2 separate regions of the Sus scrofa genome follow, and region 2 is linked to region 1. A link is a contact called in public HiChIP or PLAC-seq data. All regions are on one chromosome and are shown on one strand. The core of a region is the stretch at or near the end of the contact, and the rest is flanking DNA. Distances in the headings are between cores, read along the strand shown.

Region 1 (7,220 bases), core at 852-3,351:
TGTGGAGTAGGTTGCAGATGCAGTTTGGATCCAGCATTGCTCCGGCTGTGGCTGTGGCACAGGCAGGCGGCTGCAGCTCTGATTCAACCCATAGCTTGGGAACTTCCATATACCACAGGTTTGGCCCTTTAAAAAAAAGAAAAGGAAAAGAAAAGAAAAGGAAAAGAGAAAGAAAGAAAGAAAGAAAGAAAGAAAGAAAGAAAGAAAAAGAAGGCGGCATGAAACATTATGCTAAGTGAAAGAAAACAGACACAACAGATCATTCGCTGTATGAATACACTTACATAAATTATCTAGAACAAGCAAATTCACAGAGATTAGAAACTCCGAAAAGCAGGAGTGGGATGGAGTAAGGAGAATGGGATGCTTAATGGTTAAAGAAGTTGTCTGGTGTGATGAAAGTTTTGGCAACAGTGGTGACAGTTTCCAAACACTGTGAAAGTAATTAATGACACTGAATTGTACACTTAAAAATGGTTAAAATGGCAAATTTTACCATAATAAAAAGAATTCCCAAAAAAAGCAAGTACACCAGAGCATCCACATCACATTTAAGCCTGGAGAAGAAACACTGCAGGGCTTAATGACCACATAAGTGGTCAAGCCGCTAAAGTCTGGGGGCAAAATGAAGAGTTGTTAAGTCCACACTGTGGAGGGCTTTGAATAAAAATGACTGAACTAGAGGAAACTGGCCACAGAAAGCTATTTTAGGCTTGTTGAAAGCTTAAGAACTAAATGAATGGAGATGTATAGGCAAGAAAGTTAGAGAAAAGTAACTGAAAATAAAAAAAATATTAACACAGGAATCCAGCAGTTTCCTTACTTCTGCTGCTGCCATACTGACTGTTGCTCATCTGTGACTATTTATATAACTTTCGACACAATTTAAGACCCTAGTAGGTAATTCTTTTGTTTCTTTTTTTTTTTTTTGGTTTTCTTTTCATTTTTAACCCAACAAACACCGACCAAACTAAGCCTATGCCTTAAAACAATGAACCAAATCTTGCCATTGTGACCTTAACCAACATTTTAGGGCCCATTAAACTCAAAGATGTGAAAAATTTGGACAAATACTAACCCAGATTTTCTTTTTTTATCCTTGAAAAAAAAAAAAAAGACTAGTGATGATTCGCTTTTTAAAAGATTTTGGTTTTTAGACAATGAACAAGCTGGATTTTTACTCACCAATTTCCTCTGATTCTTGCCCAGAGGCTCTAAGCTTGCATTCTTTTGGATAGTGTTTCTGAATTATCTTCCACAGTTCCATGTTGACAAGAGAATTTGTTCGGGTGCGGTGTCGAGTCCACGAAGAGACTCGGCGGCGACAGAAGGGGCAGCACAAATTTGCTTTTTCGACAGTCGACTGGAAGCATGGTTTACACAGCGTGTGGTTACAAGGGAGTGTCACAGGCTCAAATAGAATTTCCACACAGATCTGGCACTGGCATTCCGACAATGAAGGGATGGCGTCCTTGGGTACAGCCATTTTAATATGCTAAAAAGGCATATTCAATCAACATCAACACCTGAAAGAGAAAGAATCCTCATCTACAGCCCAAGTTCGGAGAAAGCGAATTAAGTTTTGTGTTTAAATTTTATGCCCAGTAGCCTACCAGAATTCAGAGACTGGGAACATCAAATGTCTTTAAAGCAAAAAAGTGTTCTGAGGGTCAGGTAAACAGTACGACCGTGGAAGGAAGTGTGTTTGTCCATGTTAAGACAAACGTCCGAAATGAAAACAAATGAACCTTGACTGCTCCCAGCATTAACAGCCGTTGCGGCAGGGCGGATGGTGGGCTCTCTGGCCCCCGCAGGAGGCACGCGCCAAGTTCCCCTCCTTTCTCTTACCAGGTGAGGATGCTCCCGTAGCTCCCGGAAGCCAAGCCGCAGACCGCAGAGGCGCGCAGCTACGCAGCCACCGCTAGAGGAAGAACGCTTCTTCCGCCCGGACGAGGAGCTCCGAAGGAGTAGGACTTCCGTTTTACCATTGTCGGGGGCCGCGCGCGAGCCCTTCCGGGCGCTCTGAGCCCGCCCCTCCCTCTCTTCCATCTACCCAAAAGCCTAACCTTGGCGCGGTGCTGTAGCAACCCGACAAGGGCTAGTGACGTCACGACTGCCCGCCAAAACAGCCCCTCCCACCTAGAGAACCAACCAAAGGTAGAGAGGGCTAACATTGGGGCGGGACTTCCGAGTCTGCGCGCGCTGCCCGACCCGAGCCCCGCGCCCCGCCCCCCCAGAGCTGGTCTTCTCGGTGTGTTGCAGTCCTTTCTTCGCAGACCCTGCGTCGTCACATTGACTGCACTTTAGTATTTCCCTCTTGATTTCTGCTCCCAGAGGCTGCAGAAATCAGGGTATGTCGCAAGGTTGGTCTCTTGTCAGAAAAAGTGAAACTTAAAGGCAAATTAAAAGCCGATGGAGTTCCCGCTGTGGCGCAGTGCTTTAAGGGTCCGGTTTGCCGCGGAGGCTAGTTTGATCCTTGGCCCTGTGCAGTGGGTTGGGGATCCCAGATTGCTGAAGCTGCTGCATAGTTCTTACCTGTGGCTTGGATTCGATCCGTGGTCCTGTCACTCTTCTGTGCAGTGGGTGCGCCCCCCCCAAAAAAGCTTGACAATAATTTTTAAATTCTTCCCTTAGTACTCCTCAAACTACCCTTGTTTCTTTTCATTTGTAAGGAAGCCTCTTAGGTCGCTTTCCAGAGTTCTTGTAAAAGCATCTCTAGGATGATTTCTGAGAAAGGCTGTGGTCAAAGAATCTGCAAACTTGCTACAATTTAACAGGTACTTGGGAAACAAACTGTAGGACTGGCAGGATCCTGGGGCTTAGCCAACATGTGCATCAATTATAAGGCACTGCTTTATTGTTTAATTTCAGTCTAGACCAATCAAAATTACAAAAGAAGTCAAAAGGAAAATATTTTAACTTTATGCATTTTGAAATGTTTTCCCACTTGGTTTTGTTAAGGCAGCTGCTCAACAGCCCTGCGCTGCAGCGTATCAGCTCTAGCGACAGCCCTGTGGCTGCAGTGTTTCAGCTCTTTTACCCAGGGAGAAACCAAGTGAGCACTGGGAAAGTTGGAGAATTCACGTTTATTATGCCGGCAGGCTCAGAGGAGATTGCTCTCCAGAGTCTGAGCCCGGAAGAAGTCTTTCACAAAGTTTTTATGGGCTACCTCTTCTGAGCTCCTGCTTGGCGGACCAGAGTGAGGTCAGGCAAGGTAGTAGATGCGGAAGCAAGCTTACTGCAGCAGATGCGTGAGGGAGGGGTGGTTAGGGGCAGGTGGCTGGACTTTGCTTAGTCATCATGACGGGGGGGGGGGGGGTGTCTCTCCTTTCTACCTTTTTTTTTTGTCTTTTTGCTATTTCTTGGGCCGCTCCCGCGGCACATGGAGGCTCCCAGGCCAGGGGTCGAATCGGAGCCGCAGCCACTGGCCTACGCCAGAGCCACAGCAACGCGGGATCCAAGCCTCCTCTGTGACCTACACCACAGCTCATGGCAACGCCGAATCCCCAACCCACTGGGCAAGGCCAGGGACCGAACCCGCAACCTCATGGTTCCTAGTCGGATTCGTTAACCACTGTGCCACAAGGGGAACTCCTCCTTTCTACCTTTTTATAGGGATATTTTCTCCTACAGTTAGAGACAGAGGCTGTGGAGGAAGAGAAAAGAAAGTCACTGCCTGAAAAGTCTTTAAGGTCTTTGGGGTTTGCTAAGGTTATTCAGGCTGGGAAGGTAAGTGTTTTCCAGATGAAGCCAAAACTAGGAGGTGTGGGTCTTTTGTAAAGTGTTTTGGGAGCTTTTGTTTTGTTTTTAATGTGTTTCATAAAGCTAGTTATCATCCAGTTGTCCATGGTATCAATCCTTAGCCTGGGATTCCAGGCTCCCTAGTATGGAGCCAACATGCCTTTCCCTTGGAATCTCCCATTATTCTTTCAAACATTCAGTTGTGATTCATTTACTGTCTTGTGCAAATCTTGTGCTTTCAGGCCATTGCTTGAAATCTCAATTTATCCTAAATAAGTTGCTTTGTGATTTTGCCTACCTCAAGGATCAGTTCAGTGTACTTCCTCCAGAAGGTATTTCTCCATCACACAATAATATCCCTCTTCTGAATTCAATCATATATTGCCTAGTGATTGTGTTTTTTATTATAATCTTATTGTCTAACACTTGCATTTAGATTTCTATTTTTCTTGTACCTGTGTCTTGTTTAATAGGTACATTTCATCCATTGCTCAGATTTCCCTGGTCTTATTTACTTTCTGGACCCACAGTACCTTCTTCTGACTGGGACTAACCAGTTGCATTTCTGGAATCTCTAGCTCCTCCTTCCATTTCTGGACTACTGTGATACATGGCACTGAACAGTGCAGGCACTGGCTTCCCAGTGGCTGCTATGAGGGCTCGGATGATGCATCCTGAAAGTGTTGGGGGTGGGGTGTCACTCCCCAAAGAGCAAATTTTGGCCAGTTGGAAACAGTAGAGTGAGCACAGTAGAGAATTCTCTTTCCTTTCTATTGAAAATAAGCCCCCTCACACACACACCCTAAAGTTCCCTGTGACTAACCTCTCAATCCAAAACTGTGCTTCATTTCTTATCCCAACAGGACTGAGGAGTATCAAAGCAAAGGAGGGGTTGAAACCAAGAAGGACCCTCCAGGCCCCTCCCAGGAACAAAAGCTCCATTTTGTCCCATTTCTCAGTTGTAGGGAAAAAAAGGCTTTTGTTTCCTAGGTCTTCCCTGAGTTCCAAGAGCAGACCAAAGCAGTTACTAGTGAGGGACATGAGAGAATGCAAAAACAAAGGGAAAGCAGTCAAAAAGTAGTGATGGTTTAAATAGTACTCAATGACCAAGCAGTCCTAGCTCCTCCGCATGTAATATACATAATAATCTGAAACTAAGCACCACTCCCCCCCACCCCGTGAAGAATGGGGATTACATGCTGATCACAAGAACCTATGCAGGTTAGAACCAGAAAGTCCGATGATTAAGACTCCCCAGACACCACCCTGTAAGCTCCCCACTGACCAATCAGAAGAAAGGTCATGAGCTACAACTCCCACACCAAATATTGCCTATAAAACCCTTCCCTGAAAGCCATGGAGAGTTCTGGTGTTTCCAAGAATGAGCTGACCATTCTCTTTGCTTGGTGCCCTGCAGTAAATGCTGCACTTTCCTTCACCATAACCCTGTGCCCGTAGATTGGCTTTGCTGCATGATGAGCAGACCCAAATTTGGTTCAGTAACACTTGCAAGGCATGGTTTCTCTAAACAGTGTGTCTAGAAAAGGACAAGACTGAGTACTTGTATCTGGCAAGCAACCTATTTTCTGGAGGAACCAAGGTAACACATCATCTCGTATTACTTCTCATTCTTCTCTACCCAACATCTCTACAAAGAGCTACTCATTCTGGTTTTCCTGAATGTGTACGTCCCAAATAATGCTTTACCTGTAGGGCAGGGTCCACACTTAAAATGTTTCTTTTCTTCACAGCGCCTACTGCATGTGGCATTTGGTATTCAAAAAATGTAAACAAATGGTCAGTGTGAGTTCCCTTTCTAGTTGAAGTAACTGTAGTACTATATACTAGAGAGAAAATGTACACCAACATGCAAAATGTTAGGTTTTTTTTTTTTTTTGCTTCTTTATCTTTTAATACATAATACATTCACATGGTTCAAAATTCAAAAACCACAAAATGGATTGACAATGAAAAGACTTCCTGCTGGAGTTCCCGTCGTGGCGCTGTAGAAACGAATGGACTAAGAGCCATGAGGTCGCGGGTTCGATCGTTGGCCTTGTTCAGTGGGTTAAGGATCTGGCGTTGCCGTGAGCTGTGGTGGAGGTTGTAGATGTGGCTTGGATCCTGCGTTGCTGTGGCTGTGGTATAGGCTGGCTGCCACAGCTCTGATTTGACCCCTAACCTGGGAACCTCCATATGCCGTGGGAGTGTGGCCCTAAAAAAGCAAAAAAAAAAAAAAAAAAAAAAAAAAAAGAAAGAAAACACTTCCTCCTAACTTTGAGCCCCTAGCCTCTCAGTTTTCTAAGTTAAACAATGTTATCACTTGTTTTTTGTTTTTTGTCTTTTAGGCCTGCACCGGCGGCATATGGAGGTTCCCAGGCTAGGGGTTGAATCAGAACTGTAGCCGCTGGCCTCCGCCACAGCCACAGCAATGCAGGATCCGAGCCACGTCTGGATTCTGCGACCTACACCACAGCTCAGGGCAATGCCGGATCCTTTACTCACTGAGCAAGGCCAGGGATCGAACCGCAACCTCATGGTTCCTAGTCAGATACGTTTCCACTGTGCCATGATGGGACCTCCCTTTTTTTTTGTCTTTTTAGGGCCAAAGGCATATGGAAGTTCCTGGGCCAGGGGTCAATAGGAGCTGCAGCTGCTGGCATATGCCACAGCCACAGCAATGCTAGATCCAAGCCACATCTGGGACCTATGCCACAGCTTGCGGCAATGACGGATCCTTAAGCTGCTGATCGAGGCCAGGGATCAAACCCCACATCCTCATGGATACTAGTTGGGTTCTTAACCCACTGAACCACAATAGGAATTCTGTTATCACTTTTTAATGTATTTCTCCAGAAAAAGTTTATGACATTTATAGATATATTAACCTGTATATTTGTTTTTGCCTTTTTTCCATTTTAAAAATATACATTGGAAATAAATATTTTCAAACAACACATCTTGGTGATAACTCCATACTACTATACAATTACATGAAGAACTTCTTCATTCTCTTATATTACTCCACAGAAAGTATCCATTGCATCAGTATATCACAATTTAATACTCCCCTCACTTTTGCTGTAAAAATAAGCCTGTACTAAATTGTGTGTGTGTGTGTGTATATATATATATATATATATTTTTTTTTTTTCCCATTTGCAAGAGCAAAAACTTGAAGTGGAATCTCTGGGTCTAGGGTAACAGATTAGCTTTTGACAGTTGGCATCAACTCTTTGAGGGATGACTTCTGCTCTTCGGGAGCCCTCACTGCTTTCCCCTTCTCAATGACCTGAACAGCCTTCAGCAAACCATCCTGCAGAGCTTGGTTCTTTACCATGTTAGTGATCAAAAAATTGACATCCCTTATATACATCTGCCTTACTTTAGCAATATAGTGTTCTGCCTTGTTACCATGTGCTACAAAGAAGGTACAAAGTGCTGTGATGTCTCCTTCTTGCAGCCCACACTCCGCCAGG
Region 2 (7,696 bases), core at 3,930-6,429, 240 kb before region 1:
GTGAGAAAATAACTGGGGTTTCTGTTACATATAGCTGATGTTTGTCATTTGTTTTAGCTAGTGAGCGTCAGAACCACTCTGTATTTGGAGGATTCCCACACTATAAGCTTTTTGTTTGTCTGTCTGTCTGTTTTGGCTGTACCCACGGCATATGGAAGTTCCCGGGCCAGGGATCAAATCTGAGCTGCAGCTGTGACCTATGCCACAGCTGTGGAGACACGGGATTCTTAACCCACTGCATCACAAGGGAAATTCCTTGTTTGTTTTTGTTTTGTTTATTTATTTGGGGTTTTGAAGGGTTTTGTATAGAATAGCATTTAAATGGCCCCAAAATCATCAACCAACAAGCAGTAGTCTAGAACAGCTTAAAACTGAAGGGGAAATCAATAAGTTTGACAAAATGGTAGACTCTTCAAAAAATAATGGCCTAAGAGTTCCCACTGTGGTACAGTGGGTTAATGACCTGGCTTGACTCTGTGGAGGTACTGGTATGATGCCCAGCCTGGTGCAGTGGGTGAAGAATCCAGTGTTGCTGCAGCTGTGGCATTGGTCACAGCTCTGGCTTGGATTTGATCCCTGGCCTGGGAACTTCCATATGCTGTGGTTGTCGCTGAAAAAGGAAAAAAAAAAAAAAGAATGGCCTAGCCAAATGATATTTTAAAATATAATATAGTGCCAAAAAATTAACGACTTCATTTTACTTCAAGGACTTATAGCACATACTTCATCAACTATTTCCCTGATGATTTATCACAGTTGGCTCTTCCTATGGCTAAAAACTACCTTTTAGACTGGAACATATCCTTCATGATGCAAAGATATTATTTGACTCTGATTATTTTATCTTTCTGTGATATTCTAGAGATTAGTCTGATGGACTATTGAGACATATGTGGACTATATCGATGGAACTTGTGTGTGGGAAAAAAAATGTTAAATCAAAAATTTAAAAGCTGGACCCAAAAGAAAATCTGCACATTGATTACAACTATGTAAAAGTATTATATACATTAGCAAAGAATAAAAATAAATTTGGAAGGTAATTATCTAGTGTTCATTAGGAGTGTGTGTGTGTGTGTGTGTGTGTGTGTAAAGTTTGATTTATAATACTTAAAAATAAAAAGTATCCTAGAAGGAAAAGTGCCCAGACCAAAAAAAAAAAAAAGAATGGCCTATGCCTTCACTGGTAAATTATACTCAAAGTTAACCAGGGAACGCCAGCCCTTCTCAAAAAAGAAGAAAGAGCACTTCCTAACTCATTATATGAAGTTAATATTACCATATCAAATCCAGATGAAGACATTAAACACACAAACACACACACAAAACAGACCAATATCCTTCATGAATATAGATACAAAAATCCTCAGCAAAATACTAGCAAGCTGAATCCTGCATCACATTAAAAGAATTACATGCCATGACCAACTGAGATTTAGTCCAAGAATGCAAGATTGCCTCAACATACAAAAATCAATGTCTGCTTCATATTAATAGAATGAAGGGAAAAAAACAACAACACAATCATCTCAATGCAGAAAATACATCTGGCAGAACCCTTTTATGATTCCTCAGCAGACTAGGAATAGAAGAGAACTTCCTCAACTTGATGAAGGGAATTAATGAAAAACCCACAGCTAGCATACTTAATAGTGAAAGACTAAAAACTTTCCCTGTTAGATGAGAAAGAAAATAAGTACACTTGCTTCTGCCACGTCTATTTAACATTGTTCTAGAAGTTCTAGCTAGAAAAATTAGGCAAGAAAAAGAATAAGAGCATCCACATTGGAAAGAAAGAAGTAAAACTATCTCCATTTGCAGATGACATGACCTTGTATATAGAAAACCCTAAAGAATACACACACACTCACACACACACATGCACACACACACACTCAGAGTTAATAAATGAGTTCAGCAAAATGGCAGCCAAAAAATGGAAACAACTCAAATGTCCATTAGCTGATAAATAAATGAGTTAGCTGATAAAACAAAAATTGTATGTCCATACAATGGAATATTACTCATCCATAAAAGGAGGTAGTGAGACATGCTACAATATGGATAAACCTTGAAAACATTACGCTAGATGAAAGAAGTCCAATATAAAAGGCCACACACTGTATGATTTTATATAGATGAAATGTCCAGAACAGACAAATCCTTAGAGATAGAAAGTAGATTAATGGTTGCCAGGGGATGGGAGGAAAGAGGAATTGGGAAGTATGAGTTTTCTTTGGGGGTATGAAAATATTGTGCAATTAGATTAATGGTTTGCAGCACTATTTACAATAGCCAAAACATGGAAACAACCTAAATGTCCATCGACAGAGGAGTGGATCCAGAAGATGTGGTACATATACACAATGGAATATTACTCAGCCATCAAAAAGAACGAAATACCAGCATTTTTAGCAACATGGATGGACCTAGAAACGATCATGCTAAGTCAGCCATACAATGAGACACCAACATCAAATGCTTTCACTGACATGTGGAATCTGAAAAAAGGACAGATGAAACTTCTTTGCAGAACAGATGCTGACTCACAGACATTGAAAAATTTATGGTCTCCGGAGGAGACAGTTTGGGGGGTGGGGGGATGTGCTTGGGCTGTGGAGTGGAAATCCTGTGAAATCAGATTGTTATGATCATTATACAACTACAGATGTGATAAATTCTTTTGAGTAATAAAAAAAAAGAAAAAAATTAGATTAATGGTGATGGTTGCACAACATTATGAATGTACTAAAAACCATTGAATTATACACTTATGTGTTATGTGAATGTTACATTACATGAATTTTATCTCAATAAGAAATTTTATAAAAGAGAGAGGACCTTTAAATATCAAATGATGGAGGACCCCTGAGGAAAGCTGATGAAATTCATGGTTTGTTTATTTTTTCTTTCAAAAATGACCCTTAGGAGTTCCCGTTGTGACTCAGTGGTGACAAACCCGAATAGTATCTATAAGAATGCAGGTTCCATCCCTAGCCCTGCTCAGTGGGTTAAGGATCCGGCATTGCTGTGAGCTGTGGTATGGGTCACAGATGTGGCTCAGATCTGGCTTGCTACGCTGTGGTGTAGGCCGGCAGCTACAGCTCAGATTGGACCCCTAGCCTGGGAATTTCCATATGCTGCAAGTGTGGCCCTAAAAAGACAAAAAGAAAAAAAAAATGATCCTTACACTGAGAAAGTCAAAACTGAAGGAATAGATGTCTTATGTTATCAAATGAATTTGGGGGGAAATTTAAACCAAAAAGATGAAATGAAGTATTTGTTCCTCTTGAGTCTAAAAATCAGCGTTTGACAGGTAGCAGTCCAAAATTAGCAAGAGAAGCATCTGATTGGCTGGTCCAGCTCATCCCCTTGCCATGCCTGAGCTATGGATAGCCTGGCCTTAACTCATCCATGGGTCACGCTTTACAGGAAGTGGCCACTTAGGGACTTCAGTGAGGCAGAAGTACCACATCGGAGCTAAAGCCCACTCTTCTCACCAACACCCTGCCATTTTTTCCCTCCATCACCATCCATCCTGAGGATTAGCCGGCTCTCCCCTGGGCCTCCCAGCCACTACCGCCCAGCTGCAGGAACATGAGCATCAGCTAGCAGCCTTCCCTTTCCGACTCCCTCTAGCCCATCGGCCCTCCTCCCCTGCCTCCCCGACCCCCACTTCTGGCCAGAAGTTTTGGAGAACACCCTCAGCTCCCTGTGTTCTGCTCTAGGGAAGTCTAAAGTTCAAGGCTCTGGGCGATTAAACGCAAGGCCTCTCACCAGGCCAGAGATGAATGACCTGGGGAGTGTTCCTGTGGAAATGGTTTGAGGAAGCTGAGTCAGCCTATGTCTTCGCTAGGGCAGGACCCAGGCGACTGACCCCCTGGAGGTTAGTGCCCTTGTCTTACTCGTTGCACCCTCACCTCCACCTTAGGAGGTCATTGACCCCCTGAGATTCCTGGGTCACTCTCCTGGGTCTCTCCTTCCCAGAGAACTGTACTTTAGGAGGGGGGAGATAGTTTGAGGTGCTTTGGGACAGGAGTATGGAGTCCCCTTGGTACCAGTAACTCCGTAACTGCTCCCTCTGACTGTATTTACTCACCAACCCAGAACCGGGCAAACTCCTCTGCCTTCCCAGAACTTCTCCCTTGACTCTCTCATGGGCCCTTTTTAAATTTTTTTTCCATTTTTTCATGGGCCCTTAAAAAAAAAAAAAAAAACAAACCCAAACTATTAGAAACTTCATCTGAACCTCCACAGATCTCCTAACCCAGGTCCCTTCTGCTTCTGTTCACACCTCCATGGCTTTCTATTCAACCTGGTGTCATAACTTCTCTGAGCCTCAGTTTCCTTATCTGTAACATGGAAATAAAGATAGCATCTACCTTCTAAGAGTAGTTGTAAGGTTTAAATGAGATAAGAGGCAGACGGCATTTCCTACAGCACCTGGGGCACCATAAACTCAATAGATATTAGCTGCTGTGGCTGTGAGTTTATTATTGTATCAGTCATGCAACCAATTCTAAGAAGCATTTAGTATGTGTGAGGTCCTGTGCTGGGAACCTAGGGGTACCATGCTTGGCCTCAAATAGGTTTAAATCTATTTGGAGAGAGAAGAGAAAGCATCAGTCAATACAATCGTTCGTAAGCATACAGTGTGTCTTTTTCAGAATCTATCAAAATGCCCAGCAATCTCACTCAGCAACTCTGCCTCTTAAATACAATACGTCTCCCCCCACCCCCGGACCCCTACCCCATTTGCTGCATCTTTGGGGGCTGTTGGGCTGGATAAGCCTGTCATCAGGACGTTGTGAGCCGGGGTTTGGGAAACCTCCATGGACCTCGTCTGGATTATCCAGCTGGACCTCCCTTCCACACATCAAGCCAACAGCACCAGTACAGTCAAGGCTTCGGCCTCGACTCATCCATCTCCTGGGGGACAGAGCCTGAGTTCCAGCCAGGTTCTGAGGGGAGGGGGTTGCTAACCAAGTGGGGACTGCGGGAAGGATCAAGGATTTTGCCTCTACCACCGCCCTAGAAGGTTCCTCGTGGGGGGATGAAGAATGAGGGTGGGCTGGGGGCAAGGGGCGGCCAAAGGCATGCGTAGGAGGGAGGAGGCGGAGCCACACCTAAGGACAGGGAGGAGTCAGGAGCCAGGGAACCTAGCCAGCTGAGGGGATCAAATTCCTCTAGGGTGAACTCTGAGATAGGAACTTGTGGGCACGGGAGGCCAGAGGTGGGACGGAGCCAGAAGGAAAGACCCAGCCACTCCACCTTCCCACAGCCCAGTCCCGCCGGCAGCAGGGCCGGCAGAGCTGCCTCCCTCAGGGGCCCGACCTGCCCGCCCCTCCTTCACTCTTGGTGCCTGCCTGGAAAGCCAGAGAGGGAACGAAGACAATGGATCCAGACAGGACTCAGATAAAGCTTGACCCCAGGTGAGTGAGGGTGGCAGGCTCTGAGCCAGGAGCCTGTTGCTAAGCAGCGGGGGCCCCTATCCCTCTGGCCTGGCCCTCCCCGCCTCCCAGGGCCCTTTGGCTGCCAGCACACAGAATGAGACAGGACTGATAATGGTCTAGCTGTCCCGGAAGGCCAGTGTGTGACCCCTCAGAACCTTGGCTTTGTCCCCCAACCAGGGAGAAAAAGATCTCAGAGGTGGGGGTGATGGGGGGCATGCCCAGAGCCCTGACCATCTGGGGACCCATTCCTGGTAGTATTTCTGAGCACTAGTTCTCTGGGACCCTGCTCTTTCTCCTTAGCAAATCCTTGGGCTGCTACCCCAGTGGCAGTGGAGAAAATGGTCTGTGGGCTTTCTGAGGACTGCAGCCAGGCCTGTTCTTGGCCCAGGCGGCAGCCTGCCTTATACATCATCCTGGGCTGATTCTCCATTCCCTCCAAGAATCAGGGACTTGAGGGGAAATGGACAAGTTCCCTGAACCCAGGAGTGTTTGAGGGACTGTCGTTTTGTGTCTCCTCCGCTACCTTCCCCTCTCCCCCAGTCCCCACATTCTGAACACAGGCTGGTGTCTCTCCAGGTACACGGCGGATCTTCTGAAGATATTGGAAGTCAATTACAGCATCCCCTCCGTCTGCTTCACTTACCCTCCCACTGCATATCAGCTTCTGAGAGGTGAGTCAGGGACCCTCCCCAGAGGGAACTGAAAGGAGGAAAAACGGAGCATCCCAGTGGAGAGTCAGGATAGCTGAGAAGACCTGAGGAGAGCTGGTCCTGAGCGGGCCAGCCGGGAGGGCCTGGGAGGATGGCTGGCCCAGTGTCTGTCTATCATGATAAAAACCTGGGAGAAGAACAACTCCTCAAGGAGCAAAAGGCCAAAAGAGGGCCGTGACATCCTGGCCTGGAGACAAACCTGCACGTGGAGCATCCCCAGTTCAAATTGGAGACACTGGCCTGTAATATTTTTCAGACCTCAGGGGCACCCAGGGACTTGAGTTGACGCCCAAATGATCCAAGCCTCATAGAATCCTCTTGGAGCCCACACAACAGCCTCCTTAGGAAAGGATCTATGTCATTTTATAGGGGTTATTATGGGCACTGTCCTGAAAACGAAGGTGAACCCGTAACATGATTGACCGTGTTGGCCACTAGATCTTGTTACTGTTGAAAGTGAAAGGCAGAGGAAGGCACTCTGCTTATTCCCTGGACACCTAAAACTTGACAATCCAATGAGCCTGGCTTCTTGATAGCAAATGTAGCTCGTGTTCACAGTTCGTATTGTTTTCCTACTGCATGACTACCTACCTCCTAGACGTTGATGATAAGAGTCAGTCTCTGTGGTACCCTTAACGCTCTACCCAGCCTCCTTCCTGATGTGATCACCTCTTCCTGGACAGCAGGATGTGGTCAGTGTGCACTAGGAGGGAGACATGGCTATGTCCTTGGCTAGTATTCAGCCTCATTTCAGACGCTCTGAACCAGAGGGTGTCCAGAGAGGCTTTATAACGGCTTGGTGGTTCATGCCAGTAGGCAGATGCTAGATCCAGCAGGGACCTCTAGCTCAGAGAGTGCATCTGGTGGTACAAGTCTTCCCTCACACCAGTGTTGCCAGCCAGAGGGAGTTTTGTCCCAAGGAGACTTTTGGCAATGCCTGGAAGCCGTTTCACTTGGCACCACTAGAGGGTGCCACTGGTATATAGTGGGTAGAAGTCAGGACCGTTGCCTTGGAAACAGAAGAAAGTCCCCACAACAGAGAATTATTTGGGCCAAAGTGTCAATAGTGCTGAGATTGAGAAACCTTGCCTTAAACAGTAGAAATGAATCTCACATTTATTTGCTACAAAATATGCAAATAGAAGCACCAAGGATGTTCAAAGCAAGGAGACCCTTCTGGTCTGGTGGTCTGGGGAGCTGCCTTGTTGCCTAGTGGAGGGTAGTAGTTAGCGTGGGGAACAGGTGGTGGGCGCTCCTGGGGTTGGGGTGGAGATAGAATGAGTAGGATAGTTCAACAGACACTGAGGAGGTGGATCTGGCAGGATTCAAGATTATTGATGGGGAGGCAGGGGACAATTGAGAGGGCTGGGCAGGTAAGGTGGGGCCTGATGTGTGTTGGGCAGAGCAGCTGTACTTTATCCTGCAGGCAGAAGGAGCCTCTGAGGGTTCTGAGATTGGGAGGGGCTGGATAGTCCCTCAGGACCATTAATCAGTAATCCAGATGGACTTTGGGGGAAGAAGAGCCTTGAAAGG

The links. HiChIP or PLAC-seq counts read pairs in DNA pulled down with a chosen protein or histone mark.
Region 2: a contact with region 1 is called in an H3K27ac HiChIP or PLAC-seq map of alveolar macrophages. The contact joins the promoter of SLC51A here to the promoter of RNF168 in region 1. A contact is called at or near these places in 1 of 5 promoter capture datasets (fetal liver) and 1 of 2 datasets of contacts at active chromatin or transcription factors (alveolar macrophages).

The regions. Positions count from the first base shown.
Region 1 is chr13:133,620,427-133,627,646 of Sscrofa11.1, reverse strand. RNF168 (E3 ubiquitin-protein ligase RNF168) reads right to left here and starts at 2,101. Exons shown (of 8, transcript XM_021070157.1): 1 at 1,849-2,101; 2 at 1,186-1,526. The coding sequence starts at 1,486. SMCO1 (single-pass membrane and coiled-coil domain-containing protein 1) reads right to left here. Exons shown (of 3, transcript XM_021070156.1): 3 at 6,566-7,220. The coding sequence ends at 6,950.
Region 2 is chr13:133,867,236-133,874,931 of Sscrofa11.1, reverse strand. SLC51A (solute carrier family 51 alpha subunit) reads left to right here and starts at 5,179. Exons shown (of 9, transcript NM_001244266.1): 1 at 5,179-5,432; 2 at 6,030-6,124. The coding sequence starts at 5,395. ZDHHC19 (probable palmitoyltransferase ZDHHC19) reads right to left here and starts at 1,860. Exons shown (of 7, transcript XM_021070166.1): 1 at 1-1,860.